Regions from separate parts of the Mus musculus genome. Here region 2 is linked to region 1. Evidence: chromatin contacts called from public Hi-C data. All regions are on one chromosome and are shown on one strand. Each heading gives the region's core, a stretch centred on a gene start, on an enhancer-like site or on the middle of the called end of the contact. The rest is flanking DNA. Distances are from core to core; before and after follow the strand shown.

Region 1 (3,868 bases), core at 878-3,377:
GACCCTCTCTTCCCACCGAGCCTGTAGGTGGTACCCATTCCTGGGTCTTTCTGCTACCATGGATGCCTTGGTTTTGCTCAGTGTGAGCTGTATTTTGAAATGGCTTTCTTGAAGCTTCCTGATACCTTATTAATCTACTCTGATGCCTCTCACTGAATTTCTCCCATTTATAGTTAATAACCAGGGTGTAAATGTTCTCAATCAGATACAATCTTGGTATCTTATGCCTGTAATCCCACACTGTCTTAGGGCTTTACTGCTGTGAACAGACATCATAACCAAAGCAACTCTTATAAGGACAACATTTTTTTTTTTTTTAAATATTTATTTATTTATTATATGTAAGTACACTGTAGTTGTTTTCAGATACACCAGAAGAGGGAGTCAGATCTCATTACGGGTGGTTGTGAGCCACCATGTGGTTGCTGGGATTTGAACTTCGGACCTTCGGAAGAGCAGTCGGGTGCTCTTACCCACTGAGCCATCTCACCAGCCCCTAAGGACAACATTTAATTGGGGCTGGCTTATAGGTTCAGAGGTTCAGTCCATCATCATCAAGGCAGGAACATGACAGCATCTAGGTAGGCATGGTGCAGGGAGAGCAGAGAGTTCTACATCTTCATCTGAAGGCTGCTAGCAGAATGCTGGCTTCCAGGCAGCTAGGATGAGAGTCTTAAAGCCCACACCCACAATGACACACCTACTCCAATAGGGCCACACCTGGTAATAGTGCCACTCCCTGGGTCAAGCATATACAAACCATAACACCTACCATTTAGGGGGGTCAGGAAGGAGGACTACCATGAGTTTGAGGCCAGTCTGGGCTACGGATGGTGCTCCTGTATGATGCAGGGTCCTTCAGTGTGTTCCTTAATCTGCCTCTTGAGCAAGAGTAGTAGTAGCATGGTCACATCTTACATAAGAAGCTGCTCCTGGCACAGATTAGTGACCAACTACAAAGCTACACACCTAGACTGTGAACTGGGTTTAATCTGCGTATATTTTTAAAGTTTCATTCTTCTCCTCGGAGCTCAAGAACAATTTTACTGGCGTTTAAAAGAAAAAACCCAGGGCAAGTGGTTGTAAATTCTGGCAGCTGCTCACAAGAGGAACAAGACTGGGGTGGGGTGGTGGTAAGGCAGGCATACCATGGAGGACAGCCACATGGCAGGGTGGAGCAGAGGTGGGGGAAGTTTAGAGAAATAGTGAAGCCAATTTCATTAATGAAAACATGTTAGAAGGGAAGTATGCCTTTCCGAATAATTCAGAAAAACAGACAGACTCACAAAGCAGTATGGCCTTTGTGATGGTTTGTGTATGCTTGGCCTAGGGAATGGCACTATTTGGAGGTGTGGCCCTGTTGGAGTAGTTGTATCACTGTGAGTGTGGGCTTTAAGACCCTCATTCTAGCCAGGCATGGTGGCGCACTCCTTTAATCCCAGCACTTGGGAGGCAGAGGCAGGCGGATTTCTGAGTTCAAAGACAGCCTGAGTTCCAGGACAGCCAGGGCTACAGAGAAACCCTGTCTCGAAAAACAACAACAACAACAACAAAAAAAAAAAAACCAAAACAAAACAAAAAAGACCCTCATTCTAGCTGCCTTGGAGCCAGTATTTTGCTAGCAGACTTCAGATGAAGATGTAGAACTCTCAGCTTCTCCTGCACCATGCCTGCCTGGATGCCATCATGTTCCCACCTCAATGATAATGGACTGAACCTCTGAACCTGTAGAATACCCATGAACCCACCAGCTAGAGTCTACAATTTGTGTTTTATTATTTTGAGAGAGCCTCTCACTATACTGCCCTGGCTGACATACAACTCACTAGGTAGACCAGGCTGGCCTTGAACTCATGGAGATCTGCCTGCCTCCCTGCCTGCCTCTCCAGTTCAGGGATTAAAGGTTGCCACAAGAGCTGGCACTATGATGTGTGCTTTTGACGGTTCTTGCTTGTCCAGCTGTTTTTACATCTCCTCCATCGCCAGCCTTGCCTTGCTCTCGTATTTCAAAGCATCAGTACACTTACTTCCCCTACAACTTTGGCTCACATATTACTAACTGAAAGTTCAATATTTATGTTCTCTCTCCTGGGGGGTAAAATTTGCATCTAGTGAAACGTTCTAATCCTAGACTTCCTGTTTGCCATTGCACCTGCTCACTTGCTGCCTCCCTTGGGTCACAATGCACACACCTTGCCCATCCCTTCTCTAAGGTTTCATTTAGCCACCATAATCAGTAGCTTCTTGTTGTTGTTGTTGTTTTGAGGTGGAGTTTCTCTGTGTAACAACCCTGCCCATCCTGGAGCTCAGTCTATAGACCAGGCTGGCCTTGAAGTCACAGAGATCCACCTGCCTCTGCCTTCCATGATAAGCCAGGGACTGTACCTCTGAGTCATCCCCTCACCCCAGTGATTGATCTTGCCTTTTCATAACTTGAAGACTGTCTTAGTTAGGGTTTACTGTTGTGAACAGAAACCATGATCAAAGCAACTCTTTTTGTTTGTTTGTTTGTTTGTTTGTTTGTTTTTGATTCTTCAGCTGACAGCAAGAGGATTTATCATACACGAGTTACACTTGGCCACAAGAGAGAACAGAACTCGTCCAGAGTGCCAAAGGTCCGGGGCAGAGGGCCAGCGGGACTGTTTTGGTTGTAAGAAAGGCAGTCATTCCCCCAGGTGATGTTGGCGAGATGACATTCCAGGTCCACTGAGACTTATTATCCACATCAGCATACAGTCCAACAGCTTGTTTCGGTGTCCTGGCCTTCAGCATCCCTCACTTCTGCTCCTGTAGGCGTCGTGGGTGCACAGGCTGATTTACTTGGATCTCTGCCTCATCTTTCTTCTCTTGCGCTTCAGTCTACGCTTTATCTTCTCCCGCCTCTTCGCTCTCATGGCACAGGAGTTTCAAGGAAGATGGTGCTAAGGCGGAGAGAGCCCAAGGCAACTCTTATAAGGACAACTTTTTATTGGGATTAGCTTACAGGTTCAGAGGTTCAGTTCATTATCATCGAGGGGGGAGCATGGCAGCATCCAGGCAGGTATGGCACAGGAGGAGCTGGGAGCTCTACATCTTGTTCCGAAGACAAATAGGAGAAGACTGACTTCCAGGCACCTAGGAGGAGGGTCTCATAGTTCATGCCAGCAGTGACACACCCACTCCAACAAGGCCACACCTCCTATTAGTGCTACTCTCTGGGCCAAGCATATTCAAACCACCACAGAGACCATTTTGTTCTTTCCATTTGCTTATGACTTTATGACCAAGATCCTTAGATATACATGTGTTTGCTACAAGATACCTTTCCATATTTTCTCACATGGGAGTCAAATATAGAGAAAATACCAGTCTGCCTACAGGAGTGAGGCCCTGGGTTTGATCCCCAGATCCCACTGATAACAAAAGAGATAAAAATCCACTGACTTGCTGGGCAGCGGTGGAACACACCTTTAATCCCAACTCTTGGGAGGCAGAGGCAGGTGGCTCTCTGTGACTTCGAGGCCAGCCTGCTCTACAGTGAGTTCCAGGACAGCCAAGGCTGTTACACAGAGAAGCCCTGCCTCAAAAACTTAACTAATAATAACAATAACAACAACAATAATAAGTGCCATTGGTTTTGGGTATGTTCCAAGGCAACATCTAGGCTTGACAATTCAGCAGAAAGACTCATCGGATTCAGGACAAGTATTAATGTAGAGATTATGGCTTGTTACAGTGCGTAGTAAGTGCTTTTCCCATTGTGAACTGAATGTCTGCCAACAAACACCTTACACACAAAAGGTATATTTGGGTTTAGGGGAGCTATGGTCTGTGTCAGAAGGCATGGCAGCAAGAGGAGAAGACAGCTGGTCTACCCCTGTTAAAAAGG
Region 2 (3,868 bases), core at 409-2,908, 36 kb before region 1:
ACTGAAACTAACAAAAAGATTACAGGGGTGAAGGACTAGATGCCTCTCCAGAAAGACAGATGATGAAGGTATCATGTTCAGTCTCTCCTACCAACCGTCCACAACACAGATGACTGCAGTGATCCCAAATGTGTGGGTTCACATGCTAGGTATTCCCCATTCTGCAGAGAGTGTCAAATCCCACAGATGGGGAGGGGGGGTCTCACTCACAAATCACACAGCCCAGCTACAAGTCAGAGTTCCCTTGACCCCTCTTCAGGCTTCACCAATTTGCTAGACCAGCTCACGAAACTCAGAGCAAAAATCTTGCCCACTGGTTTATTACAGAACATGTTTTCCAAGGCTATAGATACAGGTTAGAGAGATGTGTTGGGGGTTAAGCACACTTGTGGCTCTTTCAGAGGATCCAGGTTCAGTTCCCAGCATGCATGTGGCTGCTCACACCATCTATAAGTCAGTTCCAGAGAATGTGACTGCCTCTTCTGGCCTCCTCAGGCAACCTCGTTCACATGGTGCATATACATACACTCAGAACACACACACACACACACACACATAAAATCTTTAATGGCTACAGATTAAGAGGGTGGAGAGATAGCTCAGTGGTCAAGAGCACACTCACATAGTGGCTCACATGGAGTCCTTGACTCCAGTGTCAGGGAATCAATGCCCCTTCTGGACTCAAAAGCACTGCATACGTGTGATGCACTTACATACATGCAAGCGAAACTCTCACATAACAAATAGTTTTTTTTAAATGGTTTAAAGGCTACAGATAGCAGGACAGATGAAGAGAACTTTGCAGACAGGTCATTGAGTGTGGGGACATCCATCCCCAGTTAGTAGTCCCCAATCCCTCTTCCAGTACACAGAAAAGTCCTTCTAAACCTTTCTGCATCCAGTCCTTTGGAGAACTGTGTGCAGACTTCATTATACAGGCATGAGTAAAATATGGAAAGTATGTTGGGGCTGGAGATGGCTCAGTGGATAAGAGCACTGGATACTACTATAGAGGGCCTGGGTTCTGTTCCCAGGACCCACGTGGCAGATAACTAATGTCTGTAACTCCAATTCCAGAGCATCCAGCGCTCTCTTCTGGACTCTGCTGGCAATGAAAGCACACAGTGCACAGATACACACGCAGGAAAAACACCCCCCATACATAAACAGAAACCTGAATGTGCAAGAACGGTATGGCCTGTTTAGATTGCTCTGTAGTGTTCCTTGTTCCCACGGACAGAACAGAAGGGGGCTCCCTGTAGCCGGGGATCAGCCGCTCCGGAGCCAGGCACCTGTGAGGATGCTGGGCCGGGGCTGCTCCTCTGTCGCGAAGCGTGGCTTGGGACCTCCCACCCTCCAGAGCTGGTTGCAACCTCGCGATCTGTGAGAAGCTCGGAGGCACCTGGAGGAAGAGAGCTTGCAGCATGGACCGCGCAAGGCCCCGCGCTCGGCCGCTCCCCGCCCCCGGCAGCTACTTACAAACGAGGACAGGGACGGCAGGAGGATGCGCAGCAAGTTACACCCGAACACGAAGCTCAACACCAGCAGCCACGCCCAGCGGTCCGTCTCGGACGCGCTCATGCTGGATCCCAGGCACCTGCACCGCTACGACAGCGCCATGGTGACCGCGCCTCCGCGCTCGCCTACGCCTGCGCACTGCAGCCCTGCTCCGCTACGGCAGCGCCTGGGAGCAGCGTCGTCAACTGCGCCTGCGCACTGCAGTCCTGTTCCGCTATGGCAGCACCAGGGAGACGGCGTCGTCAACTGCGCCTGCGCCGGCGCGCCACGGCTAGGGCTACACGTCGGGCCGCGGTGCACGCACGCTACACCTCCTCTAGGGGGCAGCATGGGATGTTACTTAGCAGCCATTTTCGCCTTTCGCCTTCCCGGCTTCCGTAGCCGGGTGATAGCCCACTTCGGGAGGCTAAACAGGTTTTGGCAAACTGTGATTGCTTGTAGTAACCGAAAACTATTTACGTTCTTACTGAGTTAACTAACGCACTTTTATTCTTTTTTATGTATATGAATTTTTTTTAAAGATTTATTTATTTATTGTAAGTACACTGTAGCTGTCCTCAGACACTCCAGAAGAGGGAGTCAGATCTCATTACTGATGGTTGTGAGCCACCATGTGGTTGCTGGGATTTGAACTCCTGACCTTCGGAAGAGCAGTCGGGTGCTCTTACCCACTGAGCCATCTCACCAGCCCTCTCACTTTTATTCTTAAATAAATTTATTTTAGGATAAGCCTCTGCATGAATAGAAAGTTACTTTATCATAGATGGTAACTGAAACTGTTTCCTAAACCGTTGTCGCATGTAAAATGGTTCGACTACATTTTAAAACTAAGCACTAATAAACACGAACAATGTAGAAAATCGTCACCCTAAAAGATAAGTTTATTCATCAAAAGACATCACATAGTGACTGGTAGAGACTTGCCAAGCATGTGGGAAGTCTTAGGTACCAGCCATGCTCAGCACGCACAAAGAAAAAGTTTACAGTGAGCTTTTAATAAAATTATCTAAATTTAGGCAATGATGAGTATTCATAACAAAAGAACCGCGGCTCACTTGTATATGGGGAATAAAGTGGAAGATAGTTGGCTGTCTTTTCTGCCACGTTAGTCAGAGAACGGGTTACTTCTAGAAACACTGCCTGTGTTTCTACCAGCAGCGGTGGGATGAATTATCTCAACGAAAGGGCACGCTGACTAGGAGACTGCCACTCCATAACCTTCCCTTCCAACTGGACTGTAGACAGACTGCCAGGTGCTCTCTCTCCACGCTGAGGTTTTAGATAGATTAAGGAAGAGCAGCCTCGTGAGAAATTATGGCAGTGTGTCTAAGTCTCCCTCCCCACAAACCCACCTTGACACATACACACACACACACACACACACACACACACACACACACACACACCTGCTTGCTCTTCAATCCCAAATCTCTGCTTTTTAGAATGAAAAGGAAATTATCAACCAAGGTCCCCACTGTACAGGAGGACCACTCTGTTCTTGGTGAGGCGAGATACTAAAAAAATTTCTGGTGAATAGCCTATAACATACATGCAGCTGGGGTGGTGTGATGGTTTGTATGTGCTCAGCCCAGAGAGTGCCACTATTAGAAGATGGGCCCCTGTTGGAGTAAGTGTGTCACTGTGGGTGTGGGCTTTAAGACCCTCATCCTAGCTGCCTGGAAGCCAGTATTCTGCTAGCAGTCTTCAGATGAAGATGTAGAACTCTCAGCTCCATCTGCATTATGCCTGCCTGGAGGCTTCCATACTCCCTCCTTGATGATAGTGTCCTGAAACTCTGGACCTGTAAACCAGCCCCAGTTAAATGTTGTCCTTATAAGAGTTGCCTTGGTCATCGTGTTTGTTCACAGCAGTAAAACCTAACAAGACAGGTGTCTAGGAGAAGCTCTTCCTGGCTCTCAGGGGCATCTCAGTTTGACAGCTCCTAATTCCTGTTGAGCACTCTCAAAAACAGTTCTCAGCTGAAGACTGAGTTCTAACATGTATAAAGAAAGTGTGAAGGGCTGGTGAGAGATGGCTCAGCAGTTAAGAGCACTGACTGTTCTTCTGAAGGACCTGAGTTCAAATTCCAGCAACCACATGGTGGCTCACAGCCATCCATAATGAGATCTGATGCCCTCTTCTGGGGTGTCTGAAGACAGCTATAGTGTACTTACATATAATAAATAAATAAACAAACAAATCTAAAAAAAAGGAAAGTGTGAAAATATCAATCAAGATCTGGTACAAATTCTGGCACATAAAGTTCATAATGAGCTCTTATTTGTGTTTTGATTCTGCTATTGTGACAGGGTGTGACAGTTCTGAGGTTCCTCCATCTTGTGGTCTTGCT

The links. A called contact is a pair of places that touch in the nucleus more often than the background predicts.
Region 2: a Hi-C map of morula shows a contact between it and region 1, with 1.8 times the contacts expected there. The contact joins the promoter of Get1 here to the enhancer-like site in region 1. A contact is called at or near these places in 8 of 39 promoter capture datasets (the 3T3-L1 cell line, the C10 cell line, cranial neural crest and 4 more), 3 of 15 datasets of contacts at CTCF or cohesin (embryonic stem cells, large pre-B cells and pro-B cells), 64 of 484 Hi-C or Micro-C datasets (the 4T1 cell line, the AML12 cell line, B cells and 23 more), 19 of 115 datasets of contacts at active chromatin or transcription factors (the HPC-7 cell line, bone marrow-derived macrophages, embryonic fibroblasts and 7 more) and 3 of 9 other capture datasets (adipose tissue, liver and pancreatic islet).

The regions. Positions count from the first base shown.
Region 1 is chr16:96,108,135-96,112,002 of GRCm38.p6, reverse strand. No RefSeq gene overlaps it. Among named protein-coding and RNA genes, the nearest start is that of Hmgn1, 18 kb to the left of the region's middle. Within about 2 kb of position 2,127, at least 23 of the 459 cell types and tissues checked have an H3K27ac peak or open chromatin away from gene starts, as enhancers often do. A contact at or near this core is called in B cells, germinal center B cells and morula, where this site is marked.
Region 2 is chr16:96,143,190-96,147,057 of GRCm38.p6, reverse strand. It overlaps Get1 (guided entry of tail-anchored proteins factor 1), which reads right to left and starts at 1,658. Exons shown (of 5, transcript NM_207301.3): 1 at 1,480-1,658. The coding sequence starts at 1,581.